2 separate regions of the Gossypium hirsutum genome follow, and region 1 is linked to region 2. Evidence: chromatin contacts called from public Hi-C data. All regions are on one chromosome and are shown on one strand. The core of a region is the stretch at or near the end of the contact, and the rest is flanking DNA. Distances in the headings are between cores, read along the strand shown. Region 1 holds the start of LOC107962965 (transcription elongation factor 1 homolog). Region 2 holds the start of LOC107962253 (guanylate-binding protein 1).

Evidence for each region. A called contact is a pair of places that touch in the nucleus more often than the background predicts.
Region 1: a Hi-C map of leaf shows a contact between it and region 2, with 2.2 times the contacts expected there. The contact joins the promoter of LOC107962965 here to the promoter of LOC107962253 in region 2. A contact is called at or near these places in 3 of 34 Hi-C or Micro-C datasets (leaf and petal).

The regions. Positions count from the first base shown.
Region 1 is chrA06:106,256,415-106,263,382 of Gossypium_hirsutum_v2.1, forward strand. LOC107962965 (transcription elongation factor 1 homolog) reads right to left here and starts at 1,735. Exons shown (of 5, transcript XM_016899550.2): 1 at 1,592-1,735; 2 at 1,047-1,169; 3 at 763-833; 4 at 617-638; 5 at 178-513. The coding sequence starts at 1,159. The coding sequence ends at 396. LOC107963350 reads left to right here and starts at 1,801. Exons shown (of 8, transcript XM_041115878.1): 1 at 1,801-2,305; 2 at 2,379-2,582; 3 at 2,738-3,232; 4 at 3,356-3,466; 5 at 3,966-4,151; 6 at 5,143-5,373; 7 at 5,749-5,869; 8 at 5,967-6,348. The coding sequence starts at 1,901. The coding sequence ends at 6,079.
Region 2 is chrA06:105,776,666-105,783,617 of Gossypium_hirsutum_v2.1, forward strand. LOC107962253 (guanylate-binding protein 1) reads right to left here and starts at 5,533. Exons shown (of 14, transcript XM_016898571.2): 1 at 4,929-5,533; 2 at 4,082-4,243; 3 at 3,927-3,992; 4 at 3,672-3,815; 5 at 3,413-3,526; 6 at 3,126-3,227; 7 at 2,788-2,973; 8 at 2,620-2,709; 9 at 2,409-2,543; 10 at 2,186-2,308; 11 at 1,782-1,867; 12 at 1,064-1,676; 13 at 867-944; 14 at 1-628. The coding sequence starts at 5,195.

The DNA of each region.
Region 1 (6,968 bases), core at 485-2,984, 480 kb after region 2:
TAGTCCTGTAATGAGCTATACTGCTGAATAGCATTCAGCCAACCAAACTAACGTCCTGTAGCACTTAGGATGGACATGGAACCGGTCGGCTATTACAGCCAACCAAACAAGCTGTTAATCTTTTAGCTCTTCGACGATAAAACCGGATAGCTTTGCGTAAAACCATGTGCAGCATCATTCATAATAGGATCACGTAATTGCATTAAATCAACATAACAACACAAAACGAGTATCTGATAGCCATTTGACGAAGCTCTTGCTTAGCATACAATGGATCATTTAGGCTATTCATACCATAAGATGCTGTAAGATATGCATACTTGCACACAACTACTCCCCACAGAAAACTAACATAATTACAGCCTTGGTAAGTACTAAAACATCCATCGCTACTGCTAGTCCCATTCAGATGTCGAAACCCGTTTTCTAGGCACATAACCTTCATCCTGATCCCCATCGTCCTCTTCTTCAAGGTTGTTAACACGTTCACATTCATCAATCCATTCACTGTATCTGAGAAGTCACAAGAATATAAGCAAGAGAGTGAGGTAAAGACTAAACTCCACACTGATAGGTGACGGAGCAAACACTAAAAATCACATTGATATGCACTTACATGTCTATTGGTTCAGTCAAAGCTGCAAATACATAAACAAAGAAACATGGATGAGTCAATAAAAAGGCAGCCAACTTAGCTTTCATCACAACTTGCAAAATATTTGAAGTTCTTTACCAGCCACAAGGTATTGGTATCATAAGTACCTGTTATAACAGTGCTAAAGCTTTCCTGGCATATTCTGCAAGAGGCTTCGCCAATCAAGTTCTTCATATCACTGGAACATATATTTTCTCGTAAATTCTTATGATACAAACGCCATTGACATAATACAACTTTTTCCTTTTATCTTTCATCAAAAACAAAAATGGATAACAATGTTTACCCATTGAAAGTTGAAAAAGAAGCATTGTCTCAAAATTATCTCAGTTATTAGGTCACAATATGGGCACAATTTCTCATAAAACAAGCATAAGAAGTTTGTACTTACAGGCGGCACTCAACACTGGTTCCATGGTTACAAAAGGGGCAGCTGAACACAGTGTCAAGCTTATCCATCCGCTTCTTAGGAGCAGGCTTTGCTCTTGATTTCCTCTTTCCCATACTTCAATTCCTTCAACATTTCAAATTACAAGTAAAATAAGCATAAAATTTCTGAAATTACAAAGTTTTTTTTTAAAAAGTTCTCAAAGAATACCAGATTCTTCAATTCAAACCCTAACTAATTATTTTAGACATTCTTCCTTCGGGAAAAAATATTTAGTTTAAGCGGTAAAACACAATATTTTTTCCCCTCAAATTTCTCAAAAAGCATTTAAATTCGTTCTTCGATTTTCTTTTCTTCTTAAGGTTATGCAATATTAGAAAAAAAAAGAATTAGGCAAATTTCAAAGGCTAATCAATCCGGCCGACAAAACATCCACCAGATTAATCTAAGCGAGAAGAAAAAGAATAAATTTTTATTTAGAAAAAAAATGATAACCAATATAACTCGAATCTCATCGATAAAGAATCAAGTAGAATAATTGAACTTACAAAAGGACGATCTCGATAATCGTAAGGAGCGAAAACCCTAACTTTTCGATGCGTTTCCAAGCAGAGGTAGTAGAAGAAAGAAGAGAGGGATTGAGATTTTCTAATTTATAGAGTTAAATGCACGGCTGTTTAAACGACACCGTTTTCTTGAAAACAGTTGTCCAGACCCTACAACCTATTTAGCTCAATGTCTACCCACGTGTCCATCTAGCTAACATGCGCCTGCCCTCAACGTTCAAAACTAAAAATTAAAGGAAAAAAAAGTAAAAACCCTTCTAAAATCCCTAAAACCCTCTGCTTTCATCATCAATGGCTTTCACTCATTCACTTTCCCGTCCATTTTCCATCCAATTCCCCTCTCATTCCCCCCAAAAGTTCACTTCTTTCCCCAAGCTACCCTTCCGCAACCCCAAGATTCCCTTCCTTATCCTCTCCCGTTCTTCTCCTAAGCCGGCTCCATCCACCGAACAGGAAGCCCTAAAATTCATAGCGGACTCCGATGGAACCACGCTCCCTTGTGTTCGAACCTACGAAAACGACCTCGCTCGCCTCACACTCGTTGGGGCCGTTAGCTTCGATCAGGCTTTGACGGCTGCTGCTGCTGATGGAGGCCGAGCCGCCACCGAGCACGTCGACTCCGGTATCCCCGCTATGGTTATTGAAACCGTTTTCCCAGGTCCAACCGCTAAAAGCGCCACCGTTTCTACACGATTGGTTCGTTCATTCCCGTCCTTTATCAAAATAGGAAATTAGCCGTTAAATATTTATCTAATTTTTTTGGGAACAGTTTTTGCCGGCTAGGAAAGTTAAAGAAAAAGCTCAAAAGCTGAAAAAGTCATTTTCTGAAGATATTTTTGCCGGAACATCAGCAAAAAACATACTGGCTATGACTTTTAGGCAAGTGGTTATGCAAAAGATTTGGAGTTTCGAACTGGTTTTGTTTCGACCTGGAACTGAAAGAGATATGGAAGATCTTGAAAATCCAAGAGAGGTTAGATAACCGCTGGTATTTCATTTTTGTGGATTCTGTTCAAGTTTGTTATCTGTATGTCGGATTTTTCCGTGTAATGCCATAATTAATGTTTTTTCTGCAGGTTCCACTTGATACTGATAGGTTCGGTTCTCTTGTTATGCATTTACTAACAGCAGGTTCCAGCCTCTTTCACTCTCCGGTCATCAGAAGAAAGGGTTATCTCTGTGCTCGGTGAAGTAGTTTGCATCTCAGCTTTACAAAGCACTGAAAAACATTTCCTGGAAAATTTATTGGGAAAAACTCCCTCAAGCTTCTTTCGCTGGTTTCGGAAATCAAAAGGGATTGTATCAAAAGATTCATCTGTTGTTTTACATAAAGTGTTTGAAGATGATATTGTTGAAAATGCCAGGAATCTTCTTGAAAGTTTTAATTCCAGTAAAGAGAGTTTCAATGCTATGGATCTGAGGCAGAAAAACTATTGGTGGACTCATCCTTTGCAGTCTAAGCTGGAAAAGAATGGTGGTCATGAGTTTAGTGCTTGGACAAGTGAGTATATACCTGCCTATCGGCTGGAAATAGATGCAAATACACTTAAGGATGTAAAGTTTGAAGGATGGAGAGAATCTAACGGGAGTAGGTGGCAAGTTCTTTTGACACACTCCCAAATGGTACTTTATTCTTTCCCTTTGGTGTTTCATCTTTTTCTTTATTTATTGTATTTAGCTTATTACTGTGCATTATTTCGCAGATACTATCCTTCTCTTTTGATGCTAGCTTATAAAAATTTGTAGGTTGGATTGGCTGATATATTAGATATGTACTATGAAGATGTTTACACACTGCCCAAGAAACAACTACACAGTGGCATGGTTGCCAATTACAACAGCTTGACCAAAGCAAAGGTATCAAAATGCATATTGATTGTTAAAATTTGAAGCTTTATTGTTGTTTGGTTTTATCATACTTTTGTTTGCGCATTGGCTGATCTCCGCATGTTAGATGTTTAGAAATTTTAAGATAGGAGGTGACTGTAAATAATTTGTAATTTAATAAATCAGTTAAGCAAATATTAAACAAGTTTTAATGCTTTTTATTGTGGAAGTATGTGTAAGATTATTGATAATGCTTGGAGAAGTGTTAAACCCAGTACTGGATAGACATATCAAGGATGTTTGAAACTATCTCTTGGAGAATATTCAATAGTAATTGTTAGAATTTCATGAACTCTTTGCTATATTTGACTAATTTGAAATTTTTTTGTTTTCTTCTCTTATTTTGTGGTCTTTTTCTTTTCAAGGTGTTTAGCCTTTTATGAACTTGAAGGATCTAGCTGATAAAAGTATTGGTATTTGAATTGAATCAAGTTCTTAGTCTTTGTCTAATTGTTTCAATTTCTTACAGAGGAACTCTTCTTTCTTGAAAGTAATATCTTCCATCATTGCAAGTGGAATTCTTCTCATTACCATCAGTAGTATCAGTCTATTTAGTTTTCCTTATCTAGGCAGAGGAGGGAAGTACCTTGGAAAATCTCGGTCTCCATCATCAATTATTGAGTCTACAACAATTCAATCTGTAGATGCTGAAAAGGTGGGAATACACTGGTTTCTTTGTGGCTTTGTACTAATTCAGTTTCAGTAATATCTGTGTATTTATTATTGTATCCATGCTCTGTTAATGCTAGTATTAGAATAGGCAAACTGGTTTTCCCTAGGAATTTTCTATGCTATTTGTCCTTGTGGTGTTGCATGTATTTTCTTTGCTGCCAAAGATTCATGTGATTTAGGAATTTGATATATAACTCTAGAGCACCATTTATAGACTGAAGAGGAATCTTGTTGAAGAAATATTAGCAACAAGAAGAAAAAGTATTTGTAGCTAAACAAACTTAACCATCAGAGGAGAAACTTGGAGGAAGAGTAACTGCCATAAAGAGAAAGTTTTAAGACAACCATCAGGGCACATCCCGTTTCTTGTTCTGCTTGCTGATTAGTTTGCACTTTTGCGACAACAATGCCTAACCAAGCTCAGATGGCCAGGAGCAATGCTTATTTCCTGAAAATTTTTATTTCTCAAGATTTAATCCACATCCTATCCATGACCTAGAGCTCTTTGGCAAACACAATGTTCTTGAAAATTATTTCCAACTCTCTCAAAAATGTTATACTTCCATTTCTTACTGTTGATTCTTCTAGCAAAGAGGGAACTTGCTAGCTTCTTCAGAGACCCATATACTGTTCAAGGAGCACCTGAACAGCTGAACCATTCTAGGACTGTGCCTGTACGTTAATATGCGATGTTTGAGCTTGTGTGGTACATCCCTGTTTAATAAGTTAAGAGAATGGACTAAGTTTGGATTAAGAGTAAATTTAAAACTTGCTGGTGGCTTGATTGTATATAATATGGTCACAATGCATTCAAGTGAACATCCCTAGCAATTTAGAGGCTAATGTTTGAAACCTTTAATCGTAGTTCCTTTTTGAAGTTCTGTTCTCTTTTATCTTTTCTGGTTTATTATTATTTTTTATTAATTTAAAAAGTTGCTTTTATTTATCAACTGATCTTGATTGAGTATTGGTAGTTGGAGACATTTTGTGTACTGGTAATCCAAAAGATTAAGGATGCTTTTGGCTGGCCTGGTGAAATAGCAACAGAAACCAATATTGGTGCCTGGATTGGTGAAATACCAAGCTGTCTAAAAGCACCTCATCAAGCTAATTCTAATAGTGAGGACAATTCAACTAGTTTTGTTGATGTGGAGAAAATGGATGCTGATATAAAATCATCTGTCCAGGATATTGCTGGTTATCAGGTAAACTCCTTGGTTTAGATTTTGCTTTTATGTTTTGTCTGCTTTTTAGCTAATTAGTTTAGCTAAGCCTTCTTTCTAGCTATATACTAGGTGTCAGAAAGAAAAGAGGGAGAAAAGTGAAGTGGGAGCAAACTTAAGTTGATTTTAGTTCTTGACACGCTTAATCTGGTGTCTCTTTAAATTGATTTAGCTGGCAACTATAACAGCAAAATTGGTTGCAATCCTGGATTTGAATCTCAATTAAAGTGCTTTCACATGGTTCGGTACTTGTTAGAGTATAAATATGATCAGAAATTTAAAGGAATCAAGCTTGCCATGGCAGTGAAGCCTATATTTCTAATTTGATTGCGTCTCCCTTTGGTTGGTATCATCTAGGTGGTTTTATCAACTGAAGGAAAAATAGTTGGGTTCCAACCTACAAGTCGGGTGGGTGTCAATCAGTGGGCTTTGAATCCCTTAACAAAAGAGCTATATGGTGGGAAAAAACTTTCCCCTGGTAAGAACTTACATTTGTCACGTATTACTACTCCCAATTTAACCCTGTTGCTTGTTGGCTTGTGCTAATATTTTCATGTTATGAATGTTGCAAGCAGGTTTAATTGAACCTCGTCTCGAAATCCAACTTCCTAATGAGATTGTTGTACTTGAGCTGTTGATGTCAGTTAACCCAGATTCCTGCTTTGCATTGGCTAGGCCAATCCAATGATCATTGCTTGGTTTGATTTTAAAGAGTTAATTGTAATAAAGTCAATGGCATCAATAATCCAGGTCCTTTTCTTTTCCTTTCATTTTTTTTATTAGCTATTTTGGTTGAAGTTGGAAAACGTGTAAAGGTACATCTCCAATGAGATTTCATTGGGTGCAGTCTCATTCATATACGTTTATAATATGTAGAATGTTCTAGCCTTTAGCCATGTTTACAAATGTATGAGAATGTATGCATATCAATACAAGTGTGATTTATGATTCTTTTAAGGTTCTTTTTTTCCTATAGGATTTATGCTGTTAAATGAGAACAGAGATTCTATAGAAAATATTAGCCAAAACTTGTGGTTATTTACATAATCAAGCTAGTAAAATGGGTTCAGATTTTGTTTTGATTTATGATTAGGATTGAGAACCATTAGAACATTTATTGTGGTTGACATCGAACATAATAATTATTATCGATCTTTGTGTTCCCGGTGACTAATGTATTTTGTGTATTTATTTTTTGAAAATAAAATGAATTTAGCGAAAAGCTTAAATTTGAGGCACATCGAAGTTAAAGTTTGGCCTGTATTTGGCTGATACAAGAAAAAGCTAAGTATGGGTTGCAGTTGGCCATAGCATCTCCTACAAATCCCCTTTCCAAGCGGAACATGATAGAAGGTTGAGCCTTTCTTCATTCAAATCTCATAACCGTCATTCCCTTTCCCTTGGCACTGAGACAACATCGGTGATTTTTTTATTCTTCTTGCGCCAGTTAATTTCTTCAAATGCTATTGGTTTCTAAGACATCAAGGTAGATTGAAGGGACTTGTGATTGGGTTTAATATATATAGGTACTTAAACTTGGTAATTTTTACTTATTTAATAAACCTATATCTAAATAT
Region 2 (6,952 bases), core at 4,283-6,782:
GTTTTGCCTGTGCAGCTTGCAGCTGAAGAGAAAGTACTTCGGCCCTTTTGTTTGCATCTGCATGAGCCACACGTTCAGAGTCCAAAAGATCTTGAAGGACTTTGACTGTGCTAGATCTTTGATCATTGTTTGTCTTCAATAATGACTCGATCTCTTTCTCCCTCTCTTCAACTCTAGCTTCTAGCAAACCGACTTTTGAAACTGCATCCATCTCTGACAAACGTATCCTATGTAGTTCATCCTCCAAGTCTGTTTTCTGTCTCTCCAAGTTCTCAATTTGCCTCTCGGCCCTCTCAATCTGAGCCAATCTTTCCATTGCCATCCTTTGTATCTCGCTTTTCTCCTTTTGAGCAGCTACTGCTTCTGCCCGTGCTCTATCAGCCAATTCTGTAGCTTTCTTTGCTTCTTTCTCAGCTGATCTACACCTTTCTTCAACTTCTGCAAACCTCTTGAACTCGGATGAGTACTTCTGCTCCAAATGGGTCTTCTCTTGTTCCAATATCTTCGTTTCTCTCTCAAATGACAGAGCCTTGACATTAGTATTTTCTACCTTGTCAATTAACTCCCTGATTTCAACCTTTAGTGAGGATACTTCTGTGTCATAACTCTTAATCTTTGCCTCAGCAGCCTGCAGAGCATTTCCCAATGTTAAATACGGCAACCTTTGAAAATACACAGAACCACATGCAACTTCAAAGATAAAGTCAAATTGAAAAATGTATGCCTCGTAAACCAGTTAGTGTGATGTTTACATGCAGTGGTTGATTGAGTGTCATTTATAAATCATAGTTAAGAATAAGTAACCATATTCCAATGCATTACATGTAGAATGCATATATAGAAATGAATAATCATAAGAAGCTAACTTTCAACTCCAACTTCAGAGTTGTCAAGGACTGCTCAGCATGCTCAATCTTTGCTGACATCTCCTTTATTTCCTCTTCCTGCAACAAATTCATAAGTACAAAAACAAATCAAATTTTCTTGCTGCACATTACAGTAGCATAAAAACAGGATTGAGTGAACAAAAATGTGTATGAAAGTGAGGTGAGAAATAGGGCACCTTATCAGCCAATGTATGTGAAAACTCTTCTCTTAGAGTATCTTCCCTAAGTTGAGTTTCCTTGCTTGAGCGCTCTTGCACAATTGCTGCCTTCTCCAGAGCTGCTTTTGCCTCTCTAACAGCAAAGTCATACTTCCTTTTCCACTCCTCCGCCTCCTCTTGTGCAGACTCGGCTTGCTCCTTAGCAGCAGCCAGCCTAGCTTCAGCAGCAGTGCTCCGCGACTTGAGCACTTCAATTTCTGAGGTGGCCTGATCTTCTTTGGATTTCTGCTTCGACAACACCTGATCATATTTTCTTCTCCAGTCTAACGTTTCTTGCTTGGCAGAATCTACTGCTTTCATTAAACTAGAACATCTTTCCTTCAGTGAACTGTTATCAGCTTGTAAATTATTCATACGGTTCGCATATTCATCAGCAAGTTTCTTTTTGTCATTGATAGCATCATCATATCGCTTCAGATATTCGGATTTATATTTCTCACTATCCTCCAGTTGCTTGCTGAGTAACTTCATCTTATCCTCAATTGAACGACATTTCAATATGAGGGAGCTCTTCTCTGATCCAATCTGATCTATAAGTCTCTTGGTTAAATCCAGTACCGGCCCCTCCATACTGATAGACAGCATAAAAAGATAAAAGTTAATATCCAAAAGTAGACACCTAAGCCCCAGAACACCTGGAACGACCATCTTAATGAAAAAAAAAATTGATACAAACCTTTGCTGTAAAAATACAGCCAGTTTCTGCCATTTTCCAGGGCCATGGTATGATGCTTCATACTCAGATAGAAGAGCATCAAGAACCTGCATATAACATTTAGTCAAACCCGGTGAATGGCATCATTTGGAAAAACCCATTATCACATAATATCATAGGAAAAATCGAACTTTCCATAGGATAAAAAAAAAAGGTAATAAATTATAACTGAAAAGGAAAGCCAAAAGAAGACAACTCCACTTAGGTAGGCTGTTAACTAGCCTTCATCCTTACAATATTTGTGATCTAAAATCTAAATCTGGAATATCATCTCAAACGGAAGATAATGAGAAGAAACAAAGTTGCACAATTAGGTCAAAGTCCTTTGCAAGAAGAATAAGGACAAGCGGATAATGACCACTTACCTTCACAACATTATCTATACTTGCATCAGAGGCATGGCAAGCTGCTCTCAACCTCTTTCCCATGCTTTCTATGGCATTTGAACAACGCATATCCGCTTCCATAAATGCATTCCTTTTATAATCCTGCATAAATGACCAACCCATAATTAGAGGCAAAACATTCATTTTGTAACATAGAAATAAAGACTTAGCCTACAAATGTAACCTTTGAGTTACTGCATACCTCAAATGCCTTTCTGAAGAATTTCTTTAGAAGCTCCTCGTATTTCTTTCTCATCGAACCAACCCCTACAGCACTGGCATTGTATGCAGCCAGCGCTCTTTGAATTGCTTCTTCATGGGCTTCCCTCAATGCCACCTAGGACCATCAAGATTAGAATTGTAAAAATTTATCAAAACAGCCACACAACAATTATGATAAAGACATCACTTACCTCATCAGGTGGTTTTGTACGGTCAAAAGTTGACATATAAATCTCCGCAGCAGAATCATATGCCCTCCGACACTCAGCTTCTTCAACACTCTGAAAATAACACTATTAACCCTATTTGGTTCCACTTAATGACATATCCCATAGCATTTCCAGATAAAGGTAACTAACCTGCCATGAGGAAGATATTGTGGGCACAGCACCATTATTCAAAGCATCCAGATATGATTGTGTGATACCAATAAGAACAGGCCCTGTCAGTACAGTACCCCCAACCTGCTTCGGCCTCGTTCTCTCAAAAACAAACTTTGTCAATGCATCAAGCCCAGCTCGAAATTCAGGTCTCAGTTTGTCAAGCTACACACAAAACCTAAGGTCTTAATAAAGAAATTATACATGCTAAACGAAAAAGACAGTCCGCAATGGGTGAGGGAAGGAGAAAGAGGAGGCAAAAGGATGATAAAAAATCAGAGAGGGAATAGCATATATGAGAACAGTTGGATACTGACCGAAATTTGATCAAGCCTTTGCAGATCATTTTCATTGTTCAAAGGCCTCACAAGGGTAAAGCATTCTCTATCAGGAAATAAAGCTCGAATAGAGTCTCGGATCTATCAACAATTAAACATAAATGATCAGTGTCTATCACATAATTTGCATGCATAACCATGCAACAAATTTTGCATATTAATCAATAAGACACTTTAAAGACACTTCGTTTTCATTTGTCATCAAGCTTCCACAGAATTAATTGATTTCTTTTACTTCACTAATTAAAATTTATGTTAAGACTTGCCTCATTTTTGGCAGCTATATCCTTCCCACTACCTTGAACTGGCCGCAAAGCAAGTTCTAGGTAGTCACGGGGAGTTATTTTCCTATTATCCTCCACCAAATCCAGATAAAAATCCTGCAAGAAGAATATTTTAAAATATAGAACTTAAGAAAGTAGATTTGACAACCATAAGAACATAACATCCATAATAAAGAACTAAACACAGGATAACCAACAATAAAACAGATTTTAAATGGGTCTGTTTGTAGTCAAATATTACCCTTAGAAGCCAAACAAAGATGGGGGAGAATTGCCCTAGTTCAGAAGCTGAGGTTGTTCTTCCTCCAGCTTTAACTCGAATATGTTTTGTCATCTGAGTGACAAGAGAAAGACGATCCAGTGCAGCTTCATCTATACCTCCCATCTAAATATCAGAAGTAGACAATCAAAACTTGGGGAAATGGTAAAAAGACCCTCGTTAACAAGCCAGTCCAAAGGAAAAAAATATCAATACTTTCTTTAATAAAATACAGACCTGGTTGTAGATGAACATACTAGATAAGAGGACAGCTAATGAAAAAATCTGTGTGCTGTATGTTCCCTGTCAAGTTTACAAGATACAAGCATAAGTCAAAACAATCAAACTACTTAATAACCAATCCATTGTCAAAAAGGTAAGCGAAAACAAACTGTTTGATCATAGGCATCTATTCCTTCAGAATCTAACAGCAAAAGATTGTACTCAGTTCCATCAAGAGCAGTTCTCTTTAATGGTGCACTCCACAACCAAAGCCCTTTTGTACACGGACGATGAGTTGGTGCTACTTGAAATCCACTACTCCTTCCAAGTAGCTATAGCAAATAAAAAATAAAAAATCAAAGGCTGATTCAAAAAAAAAAAAAACAGATGCCATACAAGGTTCAATTAGGGAAAATCATTTACAATTACATAATATTTAACCATGAAACCAAACATAGCTCAAATATCCACCCTCTCCAAAGATTGAGAACAAAAGGATACAAGCTAAACCATCTCAAATCTAGGTCTATCGAAAATGATAAACAGCTGGTCAGACTTGGATCATTCAACTAAGTTTTATAGTAGCATTTGCATTAAACTCCCATGCACAGAGTGAACATGTTCACATCGGACGCATAAATATAAGTATCTCTTCACTCATGCTCGCTTATAAATTGTAACTCAGAAACTATAATTACCTCTACCTAAGATCTTTCTAGAAAGCATAGTACTCAACCTCGTTGGTTGTATCTTTATAAGCTGAAATGCACTTGCAGAAACTTAAATTTGATGTTGATATCACGGGTATAATAAATGAAGGCTTCTAAAAACAGAAAATTTAAACCAAAATGCTACATTCCACACTTGATCCCTTTAAACCCCTAAATTTACGGCATCCCTACTACTAAAATCACAAACCTTAGAATTCGTTATTTCGCCTACGAAAACACCGAAAGAACATAAATTTCCTCCAATTTGTCTTCAAAACAAGTAAACAGAAAATACAAATAAAATTACCTGATTTAAAATAAAGCTCTTGCCTTGACGAGCCCGGCCACAGACCGAAACGACCCCAATTGGTTCCTTAACAAGCTGCAAAGCCGCGACCGCTTCCGGATCCATCCGGAACTTCCCTTTCTCGTCACAGTACAACAACCGAATCGGCCTTGCGGGACCAGTCACCGGGGCGGCCGACACAGACGCTGATGCAGACGCCGAATGACCGAATGACTGCGGCGACACATCGACGGTGGAGTCCTTTCCCATACCAAAAAATCTCATCATCTTTTCTTGAGATCCTGCGTTGTTCACTTAATTTTTCTCTCTAATTTCTCTTCGCTTTTGATTCTAATTTAGAAAGTTTATTGGGGACTATGTTCTTGCAACGTTATATTGGGTTTTCCACCCCACAGAGAAAGGTTTCAAATTGGGGAGGGAAATGAAGCGATACACGCTTATGGGCTTTTATTATTTTATATTGATGGTGATGAATACGAAATTACGCTGATGTACTTGATTTCTTTGTTTAATGCGCGTGTAGCGTAAGGGTGTTTTAGTCTTTCCATTTGCTTAGTCTCATACGCTGAACGACAGCTTGTTAATAAAGGAGTTTTCGGATTTTCTTTTTATTCAAGAGTTTATTCTTTTAGGTTTTTTTTTTTTTTTGGTGGCCAAGAGTTTATTCTTTTAGTTTATTTCTTACTTCCTTCTTGACTTTAGTCTTTATTAATGAATATAAAACTAAGATATTTTTTAACCCCAAAGAAAACTAAGTTATGTATAAAAAGGATAAACTGTCAAAATAATCACTTTTATTTGTATTAGGTTGTATTTTAATTATTTATATTTAAAATGTTACATTTTAGTCACTTATATTTTCATTTTGTTACGAAATGGTCATTCTGTCGTTAAGATCTATTACCTTCTAAACGATAGTCCAATGTGGTAATTAAAATGGGTTTTAAATACCATCGTAGATGTCCAACCAAATAATTAATTATTTTTTAATTAAATAAACTTAATTGATTGAATTTTCTAAATTAATTAAAAGAAAATATTAATTTGGTTTCCCGAAATAATCAAGACCAATACATTAGATTCATCCTTGAACCGGAAAAAAAATAACACTTAGTCTGTTTTGGTTTTTGCTTCCATTTCAACTAAAAAAAATCATTCATTTTCATAATTATCTTTATTGAACCAAAATAGTAGAAAGTAAATTAACAAAAAAAAAGTCAAATGTTGCTTCTTTTTAGACTGGAGCAAATTGGGTTTTAGGGCAAAATTTTATATTCTAGTCTTAGTAAAAAAAATTAATTTTTCTCATCCACGTTAGCATTTAAAACCCATTTTAATTATCATGTCAGATTGCCATTTGGGAGGTGACAAATATTAATGGCAGAGTGACCATTTCGTAACAAAATGATAATGTAAGTGGCTAAAACGTAACATTTCAAATATAAGTGACTAAAATATAACCCAAGGCAAATAAAAGTGACTATTTTAATCATTTATCCTTAACAAAAAGTAAATAAATAAAAATATATCAAAATATCAAAATTAATATAATGCAACTTGTTAAATTATTAAATACATACAATATCAACTTTAAATATAATTATAACATAAGGTAATACAAATGTAAATAAATACCTATAATAACAAGACGAGGGAATTTGGTCTTAATGGTCCCAATTATAAAATAACCTTTGTAATATGACAATTTCCAGCGAAATCAATTGAGGCCATAACATTATAAAAGTTGGTTAAATAGTCTTAAATCATGCATTTGATGCCTTTAGTCTTTTGCCTCAATTTTGCTTAAACAATGATACGATTTCATTTAATAGAGAAAAGGATTACAAAATCGAGAAACAAAATCCCATACAAACAGAGGCCACCATGGCCTAGTCCAGTATAGAAACAAAGCCCTCAAAGAAATGTAATACTATTACATCACGTTTGATTAGGGTGAATAGAATAAGGTTGTAATAGAATAAAATTGTAATCAATAATTTAATTATTTAGCTCAATGGAATTGA